2 separate regions of the Callithrix jacchus genome follow, and region 2 is linked to region 1. The links are chromatin contacts, called in public Hi-C maps. All regions are on one chromosome and are shown on one strand. Each heading gives the region's core, a stretch centred on a gene start, on an enhancer-like site or on the middle of the called end of the contact. The rest is flanking DNA. Distances are from core to core; before and after follow the strand shown.

Region 1 (2,961 bases), core at 166-2,665:
TGCCACATGGTGGACACTCGAAGAAAATTTAATTACTAATGTGAATGGCAAGGATTTAGGAAGTGGGTGCAAAAAAAAGTCTCCTCTCACATTGGAAATACAGTTATCTCCCTTTCAAAATAAATGTAAGTATTTATATTTCAAAGTTAAATATAACTAGAGGGTAGTTGTACTCGTAGTGCAGCATAACAGGAAAGGGGTGGGCTTTGGCGTTAAAACAACCCAAAGACTTGAGTCTCGCTGGACATGGTGGCTCACACCTGTAATCCCAGCACTTTGGTAGGCCGAGGTGGGTGGATCACGAGGTCAAGAGATCGAGGCCATCCTGGTCAACATGGTGAAACCCCATCTCTACTAAAAATACAAAAAATTAGCTGGGCATGGTGGCGCATGCCTGTAATCCCAGATACTCGGGAGGCTGAGGCAGGAGAATTGCCTGAACCTAGGAGGCAGAGGTTGTGGTGAGCCGAGATTGCACCATTGCACTCCAGCCTGGGCAACAAGACTGAAACTCCGTCTCAAAAAAACAAAAAAATAATAACACATGGAAAGAGTCGATCACAGAGCTTTGTGGAAAGTGGGAGGGCAGTATAAGGTAGCAGTGGGTATTAGTATTGGCTATTGTTTACTCATCCTATACGCCACTTATTCAGAAAACTTCAGTAACTTTCCAAATAATTTGGGCAGGAAAACCTCACCATTTTTCATCTAGAAATAGGTAATCATTTTTTTGAACTCACATTCACCCAAGAGGGCACAACTCCAACCAACATGAAAAGCAGGTCTTGTGAAAGCCCACTTGGTGCCATCTCCCAGCCATTGTTTTGACTTGACCGGTGAACATCGTGCATTACAAAGTGTTGTTTTGTAACATGTCCAAGGAAATCTGCACATTGCACTTTTGGCCCAAAAATGTTGAAGCCCTATTGTGACAGCGTGACTCTGATGCCCACTTGGCAGGCTTTGCGCAAAGAATTAAGGCGAGGGTGGAGAGGGTGGGGACAGACAGAGTGAGAAGGAAGGCTGGCGAAGGGACCACACGTACGGGGGCAGCCAGCTAATGAAGCCTCTGCAGTTATGGCCAGATCAGTTTTTTAAAAACAATTCCATTTCTTCCCCGCCCTTTGGTCACTTCCCAACGCCCGCTGGGCAGTCACATGCTACCCCTCAAAGTGAACAACTCCCTCGTCCCAGGTCCCGGGCTGGCAGAAGTGGACCCTGGCCGAGGGAGCAGCCCTCCCACTGCCTGCGGAGAAGCCCCTTCGCCACCCTAGTCTCCCGCCGGGGGCCAAGTCCTCCAGGCCCGCGGGGGCCCCCGCAGGCTCCGCCCCCTCCTCCGCGCGCGGCCCGCAAGCGCCGTCCCTGCTCCGCCCATCGCGCGGCGGCCCCTGGGGCGAGAGTGGGAGGAGCGCGGAGGCGGCTGCTGGAACCGCGCCGCGTGCGGGAGGGCGACCCGCTGCTGGAGTCTGGTGCGCCGGTCGCGGTAGCCCCACTGTACAGTCGGAGGTGAGTACCGACGTGGCCCGACTCACGTCCCCAGGCGGAGCGCCGCCCACCCTGTGCTCCTCGGGAGTCGGTGCCGGCCTTTACCGCGGTGCCCGAGGCAGAGCGGCCCCGGGAACACGGAGGCGAGCTTGGGGAGGCTGAGAGAAGGGTTGGGGACGCGTTTCTGGCGACTCACGTCTCCGCCATGTCCCCAGTCTGTGTCAACCCGGGGAGAGGGATTGGAAGTGGCTTTTCTAGACCCTCTTAGCCTTGGCTGTGTTTCCTGTCCTGGAAGTCCTTGCCTAGAGTGTGCGGCTGGCCCTGGGAGTCCTAACCCCGAGGGGGTGAGTCCCGCACTGAGGGTCCTCGCCCAGGCCCGGCTGGCTGGATAGGGAAATCCTTGCCAAAGTTATGAGGGCAGATCCGGGAATCAACTCCAAGGGGCAAAGGGAAAATGGGGTGAAGGGTAAGAGACCCTTCGGTGGGAGGATTGAACACAGAGCCTACCCTGATAGATTCAGAGATCCAGAAAGGAGCTAGGGCTGCAGTTAGGACCAAGTCATTTTTTTCCACACTCAGCTAGCACATCGTAATGGCATCTTCCTTCTTGCAACACAGATAACTCTCTTCCCTGGGGGACAGCCTCTAGGGCAGAAGTCCCCAAACTTTTTTGGAACTCAGTACCCCTTCACACTCTTAAAAATTAGTATCTTAAGGAGCTTTTATGTGAGCTATATCTATCCATATTTGTACTCTATTTAATAATTAATTTTAAAAGATAGTAGTTATATCTTAACATTGCCTGTTTTTATGAAAAAGAACTGTATTTTCCAAAACAGAAAATTATTGAGAAGAATGGCATTGCTTTACAATTTTGCAAATCTCTTCGATGTCAAGCATAATTGAAGACAGCTGGATTCCGATAGCTGCTTCTGCAATTTGTTGCATTATTAAGTATCATGTAGCCTGTTGAGATCTCCACTGTATACTCTTGAAAATGTGTGAGTGAAAAAAAGTAACATTTGATTACTGTGAAAGTGATTTTGACCTTGCGCATCCCTAGGAGGTCTCTGCACCACACTTTGAGGATGCTAGTATAGGAAATGCTTTAGAGGCTTCATTCATTGGGCCTGCTTCCTGTTTGTGATCCTTCCTCTGAATGGGAACACACACTACCCCATGCCATGGACAGTATTAACCTCTGGTATCTGGGACCAGATTTGATCTCACTTTGGAAACCAAGTACTAGGTCCCCACGTGAAGCTGATGAACCTTGATAGCCTCCTGAAAAGGCAGCAAAGCTTCATACCTGCCTTTGGTTGTTTCTGTGCCTGCAGAGCGGACCATCAGTATTACAACAATGATGTGGCAAACAGGACTTGTGGGCTCAGAGAAGTATCAAGGGGGAGACCATGCCAAGTGTGTAGGGGTTCCTGTGAGAGTCACCAAGTAGTCAGGATGTTATTTCCACAAGAA
Region 2 (2,961 bases), core at 303-2,802, 190 kb after region 1:
CTCCCATGTCCTCCAATTTGATTAAAACACACCTATCCATTCAAGGAAGGGGTAATCCAGAGTCTAAGAATTATAACCGATATGATTATAAAGTAACAAATTAACTCAAAGTAAGGTAAGGTGAATTTCAACACATGATTATTTATTTACTTCCTTAGATCACTCGCTGATGGATGGGACTTCAGCTTTAAATCGGTGACTGACAATATCCTGATAATGTCTGGGATACAAAGGGTGGGAGAAGAGTTGAATTTTACCACCATAAATAAGTATCCAATACCACTTTTTCAGAAAAATTTTCAACAATTCTGTTGCACTAGAATTTGTAGCACAGTAAGAAATAGATACATGTTGATTTCAATATGAACTCCTTCAATTCCTAGCTCCCTGACCACCGGCAAATCACTGGATCTTTGTAGGTCTCAGTTTCCTCACATTTAAAGTGAGGATTAGGAATAGTTTCTACCTTACAGGAATAAAGAAATGAAGTAACACATGTAAAACCCTCAGTAGAGTGCCAAGCACACAGCAAGCACCCAAGTGTTACTATTATTACTACTATTATCAGTAAGCTTTGCAGGTAACTGAAAGCAATTCTGAGATGTGTTTATCACCCATAACAGACCTCAAGAAAATACCCAGAGGCCTTGAAAATAAAGCTTCTGAATGAGTGATTTTCTTCAAAGACCCAAATGTCATTTTTCAATGAAACACTGTGTTAAAAGTACAGTGTGGTAGTTTATAAATGTAGCTCTTCAACGTAGCTCACTAGGCATACCAACAAGACCCTGTCTTTTATGTTGATCACATGGAGCTGTACTACCAGCAAGCGGCTAGTTGTGCCCTCTGGTAGTTGGATGCTGTGTTACCTGGTCTCTAGAACCTCACACTTAAAAGTTAGACAAGTGTCCTCAAATAGTAAAATCACAGAATTTTAATTGCAGCCAGTCCTTGACTATTAATTCTGGGAAAAGATTTCTACAGTCAAGAAAATCAAACGTGCAGCGTCCTGGAAAACCTAAGTATTAAGATTCGCCTCCGTCTCACTGTACTTGATGGTAAAAGGCATGATTCTCTCAAAGCCATACATATTCCTGGACTCCTGCCTCCCGAGACTCCAGGAGGACTCTCGGGACAGGCCAGTGTCACCAATCACGGAACGTTATCAGTGGGGCTACAGGGAGCGTACGTCCAGTGTCCAGGCTACCGGCCGCGGTGGGATGCGTTGGGAAGGATCACCACTCACCACTCACCATGTTCCTCCAAGGGGACTTATTTGCCAAAAACTTATCCCAGAATCTGTCCATAGGCCACGTCGCCTCTGGGGGCAGCACCGGCTCCCGAGGGCTCAGCTCCTGGTCCTTTAGCCATTGCCTTCTCAGCGCTCGCAGCTGCTGCTGCCGCAGTTTCTCATCCGGAGTGTACCCCGACATGTCGCCGCTGGTATTAAGGCAAAAGGACACAGAGCGCCCTCAAACTAGGGCCTCCTTACTTAAGCGCTCTCCAGCTCTGCAAAGCGACCTTGAGGGCACCGCTGGGGGCAGCGCGCGGTTATTACGTCACATCCTGGTCCTGCCTTTGCAGGGGGCCCAGATTCCTCGCGAGAAGAGCCGTGTCCTGGCATGCGCAAAGCTTTCCACCTCCAATTTCCTCTCCGGCTACCTCCGCTTTACCCGCCTGGATTACGAGCCTGTGGGGACGCAGACTACTCTTAGTTGTGGGGTCTGGGAAAAGTGGCAATATTAGACGAAAGTATGCTAAATAAGAGGACTGTAGGTTTTGTTCAGGAAGAATTTGTATGCTGGGAGCAGGAAGGATAAGCATATGTGTTTCAGTGAATATGCTGGCCAGATACAAAATTGTTCGCTTGCCTCTCCCACCTTGGAATGACCTAGAGAGTGTATGAAAATAGTTTCATCCAAGTTCAAATCCCAGCTGTGCCGGTAACTGCTAAAGTGCCCCTGGGCAGCTGTCTCATCTGTCCCTCCATTTGTACAGCAACAGTGTAAAGAGTAGCTTAATATCTAGCAACAATGCATAGATGCGTTCATGCTTTCACCCAAAACTATATGTGGTGAAAATATCAAAGGGCATGCACGATTAGTCAACACGATTCATAATAGCAAAATATTGGAAATTACCCCCAAATTCCTAAATAAAGGACTGCTTGAATAAAGTACAACAGTCAAAAGACATCATTACAATGTATTAGTTTAAAGATCTGAATTGACTCATTTGTGATTCTAGAATCAGAAAACACTTCATTCTATAGAGTAGAATGAGTGTTCTGATCAGCTGAGCAGCCACGGTCGGTTTATTGGCAAAAGGGCTGAAGAAAGCAGAAACAGAACAAAAAGTGGATTCATTGTTTCAAAGTTACTTTTAGGGTTAAAGCAGAAGGGACTTCCTTATTTCACTGACTCAGGTTTAGAGGAATTTCCTGGTTTTGGAAAACTGGCCTATTTCAAAGTTCTGTTTGATTATGTGGTACTTAGCACAAACGACTCCATTCTGGTTTGGTCTGGTCTGGTCTGCTCTGCTGGGGCCTAAGTGCATGAAGCTAGTATGGAGTACATGTGCAGATCTTGCAGGATTGTTGCATAGGTACACACATGCCATGGTGGTCTGCTGCCTCCATCCCTTCCCCCCCCACACACCTACATTAGGCATTTCTCCCAATGTTATCCCTCCCCAGCCTCCCCACCTCCAACTACCCCTTCCCTAGCCCCTCCACCCCCAACAGACCCCAGTGTGTAGTGTTCCCCTCCCCGTGTCCATGTATTCTCATTGTTCAACACCCACCTATGAGTGAGAACATGCATTGTTTGGTTTTCTGTTCTTGTGTCAGTTTGCTGAGAATGATGGTTTCCAGATTCATCCATGTCCCTACAAAGGACATGAACTCGAGGATGAGATTTTATAAGGGTAAAATAAAAAGGGCAAATAGTCAATCCTCTTTAT

What was found. A called contact is a pair of places that touch in the nucleus more often than the background predicts.
Region 2: a Hi-C map of induced pluripotent stem cells shows a contact between it and region 1, with 7 times the contacts expected there. The contact joins the promoter of NDUFB6 here to the promoter of ACO1 in region 1. A contact is called at or near these places in 3 of 3 Hi-C or Micro-C datasets (induced pluripotent stem cells and skeletal muscle).

Annotation. Positions count from the first base shown.
Region 1 is chr1:139,571,189-139,574,149 of calJac240_pri, forward strand. It overlaps ACO1 (aconitase 1), which reads left to right and starts at 1,416. Exons shown (of 21, transcript XM_035307488.3): 1 at 1,416-1,506.
Region 2 is chr1:139,756,700-139,759,660 of calJac240_pri, forward strand. It overlaps NDUFB6 (NADH:ubiquinone oxidoreductase subunit B6), which reads right to left and starts at 1,553. Exons shown (of 4, transcript XM_002743000.6): 1 at 1,254-1,553. The coding sequence starts at 1,433.